Linked DNA regions of Oryza sativa: region 2 is linked to region 1. Evidence: chromatin contacts called from public HiCAR-type data. All regions are on one chromosome and are shown on one strand. The core of a region is the stretch at or near the end of the contact, and the rest is flanking DNA. Distances in the headings are between cores, read along the strand shown.

Evidence for each region. HiCAR-type assays count read pairs that join an accessible place to other places.
Region 2: a contact with region 1 is called in a HiCAR-type map of leaf, with 2.4 times the contacts expected there. The contact joins the promoter of LOC4341453 here to the promoter of LOC4341426 in region 1. A contact is called at or near these places in 1 of 15 Hi-C or Micro-C datasets (seedling) and 1 of 4 datasets of contacts at active chromatin or transcription factors (leaf).

What each region holds. Positions count from the first base shown.
Region 1 is chr6:24,216,096-24,223,975 of ASM3414082v1, reverse strand. It overlaps LOC4341426 (F-box/kelch-repeat protein At1g80440), which reads right to left and starts at 5,024. Exons shown (of 1, transcript XM_015785733.3): 1 at 3,570-5,024. The coding sequence starts at 4,909. The coding sequence ends at 3,764.
Region 2 is chr6:24,581,456-24,589,335 of ASM3414082v1, reverse strand. It overlaps LOC4341453 (protein OVEREXPRESSOR OF CATIONIC PEROXIDASE 3), which reads right to left and starts at 4,963. Exons shown (of 4, transcript XM_015788133.2): 1 at 4,785-4,963; 2 at 4,052-4,411; 3 at 3,584-3,883; 4 at 3,143-3,487. The coding sequence starts at 4,928. The coding sequence ends at 3,341. It overlaps LOC9267613 (a long non-coding RNA gene), which reads left to right and starts at 5,855. Exons shown (of 2, transcript XR_010741815.1): 1 at 5,855-6,300. It overlaps LOC4341454, which reads right to left and starts at 697. Exons shown (of 1, transcript XM_015788134.3): 1 at 1-697. The coding sequence starts at 569. The coding sequence ends at 120.

The DNA.
Region 1 (7,880 bases), core at 3,775-6,274:
GTCTGCCGCCACCGATCGCTTACTGTGGACACCCCTTGTCACCGACCTCCCACCGTCGATGTCGCCTCTCATGGATGAGCTCGTCGGTCATCGTTCCTCTCCCCGCCAACGAACTCCTAGGGAAGAGAGGGGAGAGGTAGAGGGGTGGGGAGGAGAGGGGATACGCGAGTAGAGGTTGAAGTCCAATTACATGTGAGCCCCACATGTTGTATATTTCTTTTTAAACGACTAGGATACCACGTCAACCAAAAGAACCATCCATACTGTTATGGGACCTAACTCGAGTGGCTTTGTCAAGATGATTGGTGGAAATTTCTAGTATTGCGGTTTAGTTATATCAATTAAAATCGACGTAAAGATGAGGGATGGCAAGTGGACTTACTCCCAATTTTCTAATCCAAATTGTGGGTTGCAGGCTTGCGACCCACCTAAATTTCCATTCGCTACCGGCCTAATGGACCAGAAACATTCGTAGCCCATTCAAAACAAAGAGCGGATAATATGGTGCCGTGGGCCAATTTAGTCAGATTTTAGGATAGATCGCACCCTCCCAAGAAAGCCCAGCGCTAGTATAGACCAAAGGTTGCAATCCAAACTATAGTGGGTTTTTCCGCTCAAAAAACGAGGTCCACCTTTGTCGTTGTTGCTGCATGCTTTGACAGTATGGTTAGCACGGTACTTCCTTCGAACCAAAATAAAATATACTCCCTCCATCCAAAAAAAATCAAATTCAACTTCTAAAGTTTAAATTTTATCAAAAAAAAAAACTTCTATCATTCTACCCACCCTTAGCACGTAAAACGAGAATTTTTTTCCCTTCAATACCCTTTATCTACATCACTCTTACTATTTTTTTCAATTATTAAGGGTATTTTAGTCATTCTCTATATCCACTAATTCCACCTCGGGATACTAGGAATGTATTTTTTGTGGGACGGAGGGAGTACTTCCTTAGTCCTAAAATATAAGCGATTTTGGACGAACAGACAGGGAGGAAATGTCTCATCCTTCTAAAATCTCTTATATTTTAGGACGGAGGGAGTTTGACGCAACTGCCACTAAGCTAAAGATTAAAAAAATATTATTATATCACCATGATATACACCACATACACTAATGGAATTAGATATGTTAAGGGTGGAGTATTTTAGAAAAATAAACTTATAGGAAAAAAAGTATTAGTTAATTGCATGTATATATATACGTGTCTTGTATTATAAAACATCGGAAAAATGGTTGCTTCTTATATTTTTTTATATGGGAGTACTATTTTCTCCATTTTAAAATATACTGTACTAACCTAGGATCTAAATAGAACGGAGGTAGTAATTACTTTGATGCGGTTCATTATGAAATTTGTCGCATACTCACTGACTCACACGTGCTATTTATTGATGTGTATTCCCTCTGTCCAAATATATAAAGGATATTGTTCTAATATTTTATCTAAATATATAAGGAATTTTGGGATCCCTAGACAATATTTTATCTTCCATCCATCAACTCATGTGCTAGTTTAAATACCACTCCAACCTTTACTTTTACTTGTTTATTTCCTCAATGATCACCATCTTTTGTCAATGATTTGACCCCCTTCCACTTTCTTAATTCTTTCTAAAATAGCATAATCCCTTATATATACGTACAGAGGGAGTATTCATTTTATCCATTACGGTTTCTGATTCTTTGCTCGCCGTAAACGGCTAAACATAACCGGGCATATAAACAATACTGTACTAACTTCGTCCTTTAAAAAAAATCTAGACATAATTTGGCCAATCCTAATCATCAGCCAATAACACCCCTATCTCGTGTTTTGTTTAATATCAACTTATTGCCCTACCAAAATTTTAGTAACTTTAATAATAGCAAGTGCATATTTGGTTTGTTACCAAATTTTGTCCACAATAGTTTAAATTCAACACTACCCAATTTGGTAGTGCTAAAACTTACCAATATTTTGGCGCTACCAAGATTTTGGTAGGGCAAAAATTGACTTCAAACCAAACAAGCCCTTACATATCGAAGTTTATTGTTCCCTGCTCCCTGTGCGCACGCATGCCATCGGCGGTCCTCGGTGTGCCGGTCACCCAGACGGGTAGGCCTTGTGCAATTGTGCAGGTAGGTTACATGCCGGTTGGTGCAGTTGATTGTATAAAAGATTGTACACATTTGTAGTACTAAATATCATATATTATATTTAATTTTTTATAAGGACAGAGTAAATACTTTTTTTATATAAAAAAACTTAATAGAAAATATAACCCCTTCTATATAGCAAATCTCGATAAAAAAGATTGTCTATTTTACCAGGTGGGGTCATCTTTTAGTTCGATTTTTTTTTAAAAGAAGGGAGTAGAGTTAATCCGTCGTAGTACAGCGCAAATTCCAAGTTATCACGTCTCATTGACCTCCACGCTTGCCGACCACACTGCTCCAGTGCTCAGTCAAAGCACTGCCTCACTCTCACCCCTCTGGCTATTCTCAACAGGCCAATCAGACCAAAAAAAAAAAAAAACACTGACGTCGATCTGATCCAAACAACGCGCGGAATTAATTGAGCACACACGGAGAAGGAGATCGGCCGGCTGTTTCCCGGCGCATATCCATCCACCCGACCGCGACCAGCGGCGTCGTCATCACGTACGCGGCGGGCGAGTGGATGTGGATTTGGCTGCGCTGCGGTGGTCTCGCCGACCAATCCGTCGAGCAGCAGCCGCCGTTCCAAAAAACCGGATAATAAGCAAGCTAGCAAAGCAAGCGCTGGCGGCTTGGAAGGGATACTTCACCGATGGTGTCCCTATCGCATTCTTCCCACTTGTCGCGGTTTATGGTGGCTCGCGCGCGGTTTTGCCGCGCTGCTCAGGTGTCGGGTGCAGTGGATTGGATCCGACTCTTTCACCGGGTTAATTGCAGATTTGAGTCAAAAATGTTCACCTCCACTAGACAGGAAACCACACACCCGGGTTTCTGCGTACTTTTTCTACTGTATATTTAGAGTCTCATAGTAAATAGGTAATGGTATCTCATGGCATCTTCTTAAGAATCGTAAAATTGCTTTTATTTAGCTAGATTTCAACTATGGTTGTGTTTAGTTCACACTGAAGTTTGGAAATTTGGTTGAAATTAGTACGATGTGATAGAAAATTTGTGTGTATGAAAAGGTTTGATGTGATAAAAAGTTAGAAGTTTGAAAAAAAAAATTTAGAACTAAACATGGCCTATGCACAACGGGATTTTTCCTGTGTTTCAGGAGTAGGGAGTACTGTACTTGTGGGCATGAATTCAGTGCGAATTTGGCCCTGGAAAAAAAATGAATGGGAAAGAAAGGAGCAGCAGTAAATGCGGCGAGAAGACGACACAGGATGTGTTCGGATACGACAAAGGGGATTCATTACTTCCTCGTCGTATTGTCAGATTCGCTGTGCTTGAGCCATTCCAGAAGCTTCCAAACACTGCGATCTCGAAGCAGAGCGTCTCCGCTCGAGGTAAGCAGCTTGCCTTTTGCAACGAAACGGTTTCTAGAAGCCACGAACATTCCAACTGTACTGAAACAAACAAACACAAGCTGCGAAAAGGCGTGTGTTTGTTACAAACACACACTGTCATTTGATCAAAAATTTCAAAATTGATACACTCGTTTAACCATTTTTTTTCCTCGCAAAAGTTGCTGTACAAACTCGAACTCTGCTACTCACACATATGTGATATGTACATAGATGGATACACAATTATACACGGAATTTAGTTTCTGTAATACGCTTCAGATTTCTAGAAGGCAGGCGGCCTGGACGTGCCCGGAGAACTCGGGCGGCGCCGGCGCGCGCGCCCACGACGCGGGCTTGCCGGCCTCCTCCCGCAGCGTGTACACCGTCTGGTCGCCGCCGTGGCAGTCGGACCCGATGACCACGACGCGGCCGTCGGGGATGACGGAAACGGCCGCCGCGGTGCGCGCGTCCTCCGGCACCGGCGCCACGGGCCGCCACGCCGCGGGGGCGGAGGAGATGGCGCCGTGGCGCGCCACGAGGTGCCCGTCGCGGAGCATGTACATGCGGTCTCCGGCCTCGGGGGCGGCGCTGCAGGTTCTCGGGCACGCGCCGTCGTCGACGAAGCCTTCTTGGACGGCGGACCAGGTGGACGTCGCCGGGTCGAACCACTCGGCGGAGCCGACGAATCGCCCCTGCGCCGGCGTCGGGTACCCGCCGACGACCAGGAACTTGCCGTCGACGCAGAGCCCGCGCGGCTCGTCGCGCTCCTCCGCCATGTCGGGGAGCGCGGCCCACGCGTCGGCGTCCGGGTCGTACGCCAGCGCCGATCGAAGGGCGTTCTTCTCCTCGTCGTGGCCACCGGCGACGAACACCTTCCCGCCGACGGCGGCGCACGCGAAGAACGACCGGCGCGGGCCCGGCATGGCCGCGCCACGGCGCCACGCGCCCGTGAGGAAGTCATACACGAGCACCGAGTCCGTCGGCGCCCACGTCTCCGGGTCCCAGCCGCCGACGACCACCAGCCGCTTCCTCCCCTCCACACCGCCATCCACCGCCGCCACCTGGCAGAACAGCGGCAAGCTCCCACTCGCTCCACCCACCTCCGGCAGCGGCGTCCACCTCCCCTCCGCCGGGTCCAACAGCACCATCCGGTACGAGTTCCCCGGCACACCGCCGGCCGACGACTGCTTGTCCGCCGCCGGGCCCGCCTCGGCGAGCTCACGCCGCGCCTGCACCAGCGCGAGCGCCGGGCGCGCCAGGCCCTCCGCCTTCCTCAGGCGGTTGTACGCCGGCGACTCCACCTCCGCCTTCCACTGGCGCGAGATGCGGCGCACCGCCGGCAGCTGGTCGAACCCCACCCGGATGAGGCACTCCCTCGCCACCTCCTCCGGCAACCCCGGAATCAGCTCGTTGTAACCCATGATGCTCAATCGAGCTGGAATTCGAGCAAGAAATGCGTGAGATGATGATGATTTCTTGGCTTCTCTTCTCTTCTCTTGTCTGAGCTTGGTGTGTTTGATGTGTTTTGTGTAAGGCAGAGTGGCGGGAGTGGCATCCGCTACTTATACAAGGGGAAAGAAGGGAACGGACTGCGGATGGAGGGATGGATGGATTGCGTGATTTTTTTGGGGGGTTTATGTGGGCCCCGTTGCTTGCACGGCTATGGTTTATGTTTCTTTCAGTTTGGCTTTTTCTAGTTTTTTTTTTGACTCTGTGACGTGTAAAATTGAGTAGATTAGCTCTTTTGAGACTAATCTACCAGTAGATGATATGGTTTGTTTTATTTTGGGAGACTCTGTTTCGGGTAAGAATGCCACATCGGATGCAGTATCCTTTTTATGTTGGCCGAGGTAAAGGGATGAGGCTGTTTGTGGGAATTGCCTGTTTGTGTGGAGGTTTATCTCAACCGTCGTCATGCTTAGTTCAACTTCGTTTGGCTAACGAACTGCTTAGTACTCCACTATACGACATGGAAACTGTTGCTTCGTTCTGCAATCTGCACCAGGAAAACAGCAAAAATCCTTCGTCGGGTGTTGCCAACTTCACAGGAAGTAAAACAAGAACGACATGACACGACCATTACAATTTTACTAGTAGTACTGTACACGCAAATGCAACAAAAGACCGAGCTGTTATAGTTCTACGGACACCTGTGCCAACAAATTGGGCCCACATGACCTCCAAAAATCCGTGCGCTTGGATTTGGGGATTCCGGATTCCCCTTGTCACCCTCCTCACACTTTCCGCCGGTCTTCTACAAACACACGTACTAGTAGCAATAAGAGTAGTAAACACGCTCTGTGCAATCATGTTTCCATATTTCAATTTCACTACTGCTACTACTAGTAGCACGGTTTTTATTTCGGTTAGCACTGTCTCCTCTCCACGCAGTCGCACACGTGTAGGGCTCAGCGCAGGTATCGCGCGCGTGCCGCCCGTGGAGTCGCGCCACTGAACAGGTTGATGTGCCGCGTCCCGTGAAGCTGTATACGCTTTGCGGCGAGCCGGGTGCCGTCTCTGAACGCTACGGTTTTCTCTCCTCCTGGCCACACGTCGGAGACTCGGAGGCTCATTATTGCCGAAGAGTGTGCACGCGTCACGGCGTCAGGAGCAGAAGCCGCCGCGGCCAAGCTAAGGTCAGACCGGGTTCGGCCTGCCTCCATGAACGAACGGATCGATCCCGCGATCGAGCAGCCGCGCGGCCGCCGGCCGGCGCCACACGTCAAGTCCAGCGAGCCGGACGGCGCGTGAACGTGCTTGCTGCCGAACTAGCGGCGTCGTGTCAAGTTCATTGCTAAACGCCGGGACCGGGAAGGATTACTATAGTAGTACTAGGCATCATGACCACACCGAGAATTGTTTGCTGTGCCTGTGCTGTGCACGCAGTTCCGCTACACCACGCGCAACGTCGCGCCGCCCCCGGGATTTTTAGCGACAGCGACGTACGCGAGATTAGACTATTAGAGAGCGAAAGAAAATAAACGGGAGGAGAAAAACAACGGGTGGGTTTCTCCGGTGATCCGGACAGCCGCCTGCCTGCATGCCTGCCTAGTTGCCCTCGCAGGGCCCGGTAGTAACGCAAGTGGAACGGAATCACCGCGCGCGCGTTCGCGGGTGGTGTCGGGAAGTGGTAAGCCCTATCCGCTAATCCCACCTCGCTCGCGCTGCCTTATCTCGTCTCGTCTCGCCACGCCAGGGCCCAGGGGCCCCCCGCGTCTCGCGCAGCCGGCCTCACCCTCGCGATTGATTCTGGCTGGCTCTCGCGCGCGCGAGCGGTGGGGAAGGGTAAAAAAGAAAAATCTGGAGGCGCGCGACGAGGCGTCGCCGTCGTGGGCGGGGGAGGCTGTGACGATTGACGAACGGTGGCGGAGCGGTCGCTAGCTAGCTTGCCACGCAATCGCGCGTGGTGATGCGGCGCGCGCGTCGGATCGATCGAATCGAACGGCGGCGGCACAGCGCTTATGTATCCGGAATTCCGGATCCACCATACGGCCTGACGGTTTCGATACGGCTCTCCCGCTGTTTTTTCTCTTCGTTTTTTTTTATGACGGGAGTGTGCTGGGAGCCTGCGATTTCTGTCTCTTGCCACGCCATTAAGCCACAGCAATCTTTTCTAATAACTCGCGTCTTTTTCCGAAGTCTAGCTTAAGTAAGAAGCGTATTCTTAGCCAACATATGGAATTATGGATAACGCTTGGAAGAACAGAAGCCTTGCTGCCGTCAAACCGAAATGGGAGACGAGCTTGGGTTGCCAAGTTGTTTCTAGAATCATTGAACCAGCTAGTTCGAAATAAAGAACGAGTTCACTGAGTGATATTATCTGGAGTCCGTTGGTCTCAAGTAAGACAAGCTGACTGCAGAGTATGTTAAACAGAGCAAGCAATACGAACTGGCAAACAGAGTATGGCTAACCCGGTGGTGTTGATTAGTGCATTAACCAATATCAAACATTATGGGACGTGGGTATGCTAAAAAATTTAAAAGACCCAAAACAGCGATGGAATCAAAAAACGAAGATGTCGTAAAAGACGGGCTCGCTTGGTCGATTCAATGGTCGTCATCTCCATGACCATCCAACCGTGTGATTGGTTTAAGGGGAACTGGTGAAGAGGGAATGAAAGTTTGAGGTTATGTAGGAACCAGAGGCGGCTGAACCTCAGAATGTAGTGGACGGCCCCGCTCGTTCGCGGGTGGTATTGAGAAGTGGTAATCCTATCCGCTAATCCCCCCGACCTCGCGCTGCCTTATCTCGTCTCGCCTCACGCTCTCACCACCACGCGCCCGTGTTGGCGCGCGGGGGAAGAGAGGCGAGAAAAAGAAAAATCTGGAGGCGCGACGAGGCGTCGCCGTCGGGCGGTCGGGTGGCGGAGCGCGTGGTGATGCGGCGCGTCG
Region 2 (7,880 bases), core at 3,714-6,213, 370 kb before region 1:
TGTGTCACTCGAGTGTATAGACATGCCCCAGATCCATGGCTCACACGGCTTTACAGTAACAGATGATGCAGCACCACCGGGAAGGTATGTATGGTTTTTTATATGTCACCCCGTTTGTTTCACTTCTTCCTCGGCTTGGCGCGGCGCGACGTCGCCGACGACGACGAGCCGGAGCCGGAGAAGATGGAGCAGAGGATGCAGCCGGACACCCTCGGCGACGGCGGGTCGACGTCCGGGGCGATGTCCTTGGTCCTGAACACCTGCTGGCTGCGGTTGTCGTCCTCCTTCTGACCGTCCTTCTTCTTCTTCTTCTTCTTCTTCCTCTGCTGCTTCGTCGTCTTCTCGCTGTCGTCGCCGTCGTCGGCAGCGACACGGCGCATCATGCCGATGCTCCCGACGCTCTTGGAATGCCGGAGCTCCGGCTGGGGCTCCTCCGTGCCGCCACCGCCATCGCCATCGCCGGCCTTGGCCGCCTCTGCGTCCTCGGTCAAGAACCGCTCGTCCCAGACCAGGCCTGACGAACCGGACCTTCTGAATGTTGTCGCTGATCTTTGCAAGCCAGCCATCATCTGCACCACCAAAACCACCACTCCTCTCTGCAAAAAAAGAGGAAGCAACTTATCTGCAATTGTGGAGAACAAGAGGTGAGGATGAACTGAACGGTGTGTTCTCTTCTTCTCCTGGGGTTGGGTTGATTGCCTCTGCAGGCTTCCAATGTGTGTATATATGTGAACTGAAAAGAGACAGCCATTAATGTACAGACAGAAGAGCAGTCAACAGCCGGTGCCATTGGAAAGGTACCAGGGGCTGTCTTCCATTAACTAACTAGGTTAAGCAGGGATTAGTTTATCAACAACAGGTAGAAGAACAGTACGGTAAAACTCAACAGATTAAACTATGCACCTTTCTGGTCTAAACCCCATGCCTCTGGTTTTACTTTTCCATCACAAGCATGTGGAAGAGGAGAATCCAATCCAAGTGTGCTGAAGAAGTTCGACCATTACCACCATAAAAAGAGGACAATTTGCTGAGAGCAACAAGACCCTGCATGCATAAATTCTTTTGGCAATTTGTGCACATTACTGTGTGAAAAAGATTGTCCATGATATGTCAACACAAAAGGATCCATAGAAAAAATATCTAAATTGTGTAGTATGTGTCGGCATAAAAATGCTTAATACAACTGACAAGGGTAGGGTTGGGTCCAGCCATTAATTTGGACCGCCTCTACCAAAAGTCAGTTAATGAAGGAACATAACCAACAAGGGTTGGGTGCGAACCTTGATTACCATCTCTACCAGAAATCAGTTAGTTAGGAACAGTACATCTAAAGAAAAAAGTCGTGTGGACATAGTGAAAACAAGTGAAGACAAATGGCAATTGTATTAATTCCGCTCCAGTTAACACCAGCAGACAACCAACCATTGTTAGACAAAATGAAGTACAGTGCATATACTCCCTCCATTCCATAATATAAGGCACAACTACTTTGGTTAGATGTTCCATAATATAAGGCATGGATGCATGCAAATAATTAATTAGGACCTCTTCTCCATTAAATTATTACTTTTTTAAATCCTCTACTCTCAAGATCTCTAATTCTATTGTATGCATACATTATATTTATTAGGGTGATCCAAACTAGGAGATGATAGTAATTATTTCTTGGTCTTTGGATTAAAAGTGGTTGTGCCTTATACTCCCTCCATTTCGAAATGTTTGACGCCGTTGACTTTTTAGCACATGTTTAACCGTTCGTCTTATTCAAAAAATTTAAGTAATTATTAATTCTTTTCCTATCATTTAATTCATTGTTAAATATATTTTTATGTAGGCATATAATTTTACATATTTCACAAAAGTTTTGAATAAGACGGTCGGTCAAACATGTACTAAAAAGTCAACGGTGTCAAACATTTCGAAACGGAGGGAGTATTTTGGAACGGAGGGAGTATCATCTAAAACAAAGGTACAATGCATCGATCATGATTTTAACTCAGTGGTGACAGGTGAATTTTAGGTGCAGAATAAATATCTAATGTATATGTAAATCACCAACATCTGTTTACTCCCTCTAATTTTTAGTATATCTCTAATGATTGAATCACACATGCCCCCACAGGTCTTTCTCATTCCTTCCAACCTCACTATCTCTGTGTTGCAGCCTTGCAGGTCCCCAGATGCTACCTCCCTCCCCTGTTTCCACATAGTTTCCTTCTGATGAACTCCGAAATTTCTCCATCTGCCCCAGTAATCCACAGTACATGGCAACAATTTCATATTACATAATAGAAATCATCATAGAGTTGCAAAGTTTTGAAAGACTGATAAATATAGATTGGTGTTCCTAAAGAAGTGACAATATATCTACCCTGTAGATATACCTAATCTTCTGTGTCACTCACACATGAGCCTCTCATGATGACATGACCAACGCAAAGAGCTGAGCTGACCACAAGCCCAAACTACTCACATTGAAAATAGCAACACGATTTCGATTAAAGTAAGGCAAAGCATGGGTTTGATCTAATAGAGTACTAAAAGTCACCTATCGTGGACCACAAACATTCAACTCAAAAATGTGAACGTTAAAACATTTAACACAATCGTGTCAGCTACTCTGTCGCTGCCTTCCCAAACTTACTGGCATACAACTTCATCTTAAATCCCTACACTTAGGGTGAGTTTGAGGAGAAGTGGATTGAGAAGATTCGGAAGATACGCAAAATAAGATGAGCCATTAGCGCATGATTAACTGAGTATTAACTATTTTAAATTTTAAAAATAGATTAATATGATTTTTTAAAGCAACTTTCCTATAGAAAATTTTTGCAAAAAATGCACCGGTTAGTAGTTTGGGAAGTGTGCGCGCGGAATACAATGGGCTTTCTCACCCAATCCCCCAGGAACCAACGCACCCTTAATACTTCTGGCATAAAAGAAAAACATATACGGGATTACTGGGCACATATCCCAAAAAACCAGACTAGAGAAAAGATTATGTGAAACGCCTTGCTTCCAATAAGAAAACCAATCTAAGCAAGAACAAGACAGAATCTATTGTGACATTTATCATTCAGAAAATCAAGATCTGGTCAACAGAACCCAAGCCGACTTTCACTGAAGCTAATAGTCAAAATGGTGGTCCAGAGTGCAACAAATAAAATTATCAAAGTGGCAATTAAGAGTTGTACCTGTCACATTGGTTGATATGGGAGTACTAATATAAAACATACTCCATATTGGGCTTGCAGAAATTCTTCTACTTCAAAAATTCAAATTTAGAATTTGCAAATAGTTCAAAGAGGAAACCATCATACATGCTAATTTGAAGTAATTATCAACTAGCTATGGTCTCAGATAGGGATCTCTTGAATGCAACTCGATGGTCAGGTACCCCATCCTGTTCCCTTCTATCCTCAAACCACTTAACAATGGTCTTCCGTGGAAGGCTTGTCACTTGAACTATGCTGCTGATCATTGTATTCTGGATCCAATGCAAGAACAAACATAAAATTTAAGCAATGAAGTGAAATGTACTCCACTGAATGAAAAGGATGATCATAGTGGAAAATTCACTTACTGTAGGGCGTTTGGTTCGGGAGTAGACTCTTTCTAATGTCTCCAGTTGCACCTTTTTTAATCTTTTCTGTGAAGACCATTCTGCGCACATGACATGAACAGGAAGTTCCGTCTGTGGCTTGGTTTCAGTGACATCAGCGTTATCAACTACTGGAGAGGGCTCTATTTCCTTGATTTCAGGTTTAGAAGGGTCTTCATCAGGCAAAGAATCAGACATGAATAGAAGTTTTGGAGGTGGATTTCGGAGCAATTCAATGACCAAAGTCCTATCCAGGCCTAGTTCCCCTGCAAGATTCTTTATCTGCAATGGAAACAATTCATATAAGACAACAGAAAAAAAAACCTTCGATAATTTAAAGTTTGGATATATACCTATTACTACTATAAAGGAACGCTTCCTACAAACAGAAACTAACAGATTTCAGAAATGGAAATTAATTAGAATCCAAGTGGATATTTATCTACTCACACTAGTTTTACGGCGACCTATTTTGAGAGCACGAGCCAGCCTCTTAAGTTGCCAGTTTTTCAGCTCTGGCCGTTTGATTTCATCCGTTTTTTCATCATTCCCATAAGCCTCAGAGCCTAATGACGAACCCTCTCCAGATTCATCAGCATCAGCAATATCCCCGATTGCCTCTGCCAACTCCTGCTCAAATCTTGCCATATCTTCTTCTGAAATTCCATCGTCATCATCCTCAACAGACAAATCATCATTCTTGAGATCTTCTTCCAACTGCTTAAAAAGTGCTTCCAGCGCGTCGTCATCGTCTTCACCACCACCGCCAATATCATCCTCTACTACAACCTCCTCATTCTGGATTTTATTCTGGAATACATAACATTTTATCAACAACCCTTCCAGCCACAGCTTACGTGAGGGAACATTTAGGGGACAGACACATAAATCTCAAACACATCCGAGATAAAGATATGCATGCAACAAACAAAAAAAAAAATCGATAATATTCTCCAACTACAGAATAAGATAAGGTCAGTACGATAAGGAAAACACTATAAACGATTCTGCAACTCCTCTCGATGAGTAGGTGTAAAACGCAACAAATTCAGCAATTCACCAACCCGAATTTCCAGTCGCTCGCAGGGCGCCATCTCATCTACACTACTCTATCTACATCTACAGTAAAAAAAAAAGAAGAAGAAGAGGGGTTTAGAGGAGGAAGCAGTGACTGCGAGGTGACCTTGTACTTGGAGGGCCTCCGGCGAAGGGCGCAGGCGACGCCCCGCGGCGAGCGGCGGAGGAGCGGCCGTGCCAGGAACACTCGCGCCCCTGGCGCGGCGGCGGCCGCGGCCACGGCGAGCGGCGCCCCCACCATCGCCGCCATTTCCGCGAGCTCTCTCTTCGGATATTTTCGCTCCCACCTCTGCCCTCCTCTCCGTGGGATTTTTGGTTTCGCAGAGTCCAGAATCCAAATGGGCCGTCTCTCTTCGTCTGGGCCCATTTTGTCCTCAGTTCTAGCCCATAAATAAAATAAAATAAGTTCACTTTCGGTTTCTCTATTTTTACGTCGAGTTTTCACTTTTGCATGGTGTTCTTTTGTCCGAAGATGAAGATTAAGATTAAGTTTTTTATGTAAAATGAGATGGTATTAACATATGATTGATTGAGTTTTAATTATTACAAACTTGAAAAATATATTAATATGATATTTTAGAGCAACTTTCATATAGAAAGTTTTTGCACGAAACGCACCGCGTGCCACGAAAATCTTAATCTTAATCCAACTCTTGTTGGAGAAAAGAACATGACTGCAATACCGGATTATCCAATGTCCGAGGGACGCACCCGTGCTTCGCCACTATCACCACCATCCTCGTCGGAGTCTAGGTGGTCACCGGTGTCGGTGCCGCGTTGTGTCCTGTCATGGAGCATAGAGCGAGAAGCCTAGAAAAAGAAGAAGAAAATGGAAGAAGAAAAGAGGAGTGTGAGACTGATAGGTGGGTCCCACACCAACTCAGCCAAGTTGATCGCGGTCAAATCGTCACGTTAGTTGAACCCGGTGCACAATACTATTATGGGACCTCGTGTAATATGGCATCACAAGTTGAGGGATACATTATACTTCATCCGTTTGTGAAACGGAGGAAGTATATGATATTGTGGTTCAGGGACGCGCGATTTCAAACGGGACGTTAAGATGAGGGATCTGAAGTGAACTTATTTCATAAATAAAATGGGCTGGAACTTTAGGCCCATAATACGTGGTCTTTGTTGGGCTCAATATCAGTAGGAGAGATGTGGGGCCCATCTAGCAGTAGGAGTGGGTAGTTAGCCGAACCGGTCAGAGACGCGTCAAGAAGACGACGCCAACGCGGCGGCGGCGGCGGCGGCGAAGAGGAAGGCGAGGAGCTCGTCGTCGCCGGCACGCGCGCAGCGCAGCGCAGGGTCGCCGACTTGCGTGTTGCGGTCGCCTCGCCTCGCCGCCCCGCGCTGTTGATCGGTCGGCGAGGACAGGAGGCGCCGAGGCGGGGGTGATGCGGCGGTCGTCGAGCGGGGCGCGCGTGTCGTCGGAGGGCGGCAGCGGCGGCGGCGGAGAGATCGAAGGAGTGGGGCTGCCGACGTGCGACCCGCAGTCGGCGGCGGGGCGGAGGGAGGCGGCGCGGGCGCGGGCGCTGCAGCGCGCCGTGCACTGCATCCCGCTCGTGCTGATCCTCTGCGCCCTCCTCCTCTGGCTCTCCGCCTCTTGAGCCTCTTCGGTGAGCACCAACTAATCTCCATATCTCTCTCTCTATGTCGATGGCGAGATGCTAATTAGCTCAGTAGGATAGCGATCGTCGCGGCGTGAGCATGATCTGATCGAATCTTGCCCCCATTTCTTGGAAAAAGTGCGCTTCTTGTCTGTATGATCTATTTACGAATCACATCCCAGCATCAAGTTGAAAATTTTTGAGCAACGATCCGAAATGGTTTCAGGAAAATGCTTAATAATCCCAACAATATCAAGACTGGTATCGTCTCACTGCAATCTGTAACTCTCTACTCCTCTTGTTTCTTCTTGCTTGCTTGTAAATTTCGTTGCTGAATTTGCTTTTTTTTGGGATGTTTCCGCAATCCTCGTCAGTACAAGCAGACTAATATATTCCCTTGGGTGCATCAATTTTGTTCCTTTCTCCTTTGAGATCGTTTGATTTCCCGTCAGGATTAGCCCTTTTCCTTCTTGCTCAGTCCGATCTTAGCGAAAATAACTGATTTGCAGATCTGCACTAGAATTAATTCAAGAGGAAAGACGAATGGTCTGGTGGTGAGGAGGTTGTTTAACAGTTTAAGCTCCCGACCACTCGAGTTATTGGATATTGGGGATGATTGGCATGCTACTATGGCAGTCCATCCCCTCTAATGTGAGTGCTAGAACTCCTGTTTCAAAAAGAAATTCATGAAATATAGTTGCTTCAGCACTTCTTTTGCAAAATGTTTCTTTACCTTTGGTGAAATGGAAGTACGGCAAAAACAAGAAGACATAAACTGATAGTCTTAACTAGTTGCCAATCATAAAAAATCCTGTTAGTTACATGCAAGCTTTTGTTGCTTATGAGGAAGAGATGTTGGAGGATCTGGGTTAGAGAAAGATTGATCCTTGTTTATGGTAATCAACCTCCAACCTTCCTTCCTGTCTCTTTGAGTTTGCTTTATCCTTAGTGTGCGTGCGTCCGATTTGTACTCGCAAAAGAGAAACAACCATAAATTAGTATAAGCTATATTTATATTTTGTAAAGAAATAATGGGACAGATTGGTTCAACCAGTAGGGTAAACTTTTATTGATGAAATAATTGACATTGTTTGAGAGAAATTGACAGCTGATTACATGTGATGTGATAGGAATATAATATACACAATGGTCGAACTTGAAAAGAACTTTAGCATGCAATGGGGATCATCTCCAGCATCCGATGCTAAAGATGCTTCCCTGAGGCTCCTAAAGTCTTTCACTCCTCATAAATGGATTTTCTCCACTTTGCAGTTTCAACGCTTGTTTTTGCATCCTGGAGTTCTGTCACATACATATATATCTTTTTTTTATTCGATCAGTTATCGCTGTAGAAAATATGCTCTGTTGTGACATCGCAGTGCAACATGGGATGTTATGCACTTGTCCTCAGAGCAGTCCCTTTGTATGCCACCACTACTAAACCACATCAATTTCTTTGCTATGGTTACTCTACCTCGTGACCGATGAACCAATTTTTTATAGCAATCATCAGTTGATTAAGAAGTGTGACACCAGATCGAAATGTGCTTTCAACTGCAATACACATAAACTGATTTTGCAATGACTTG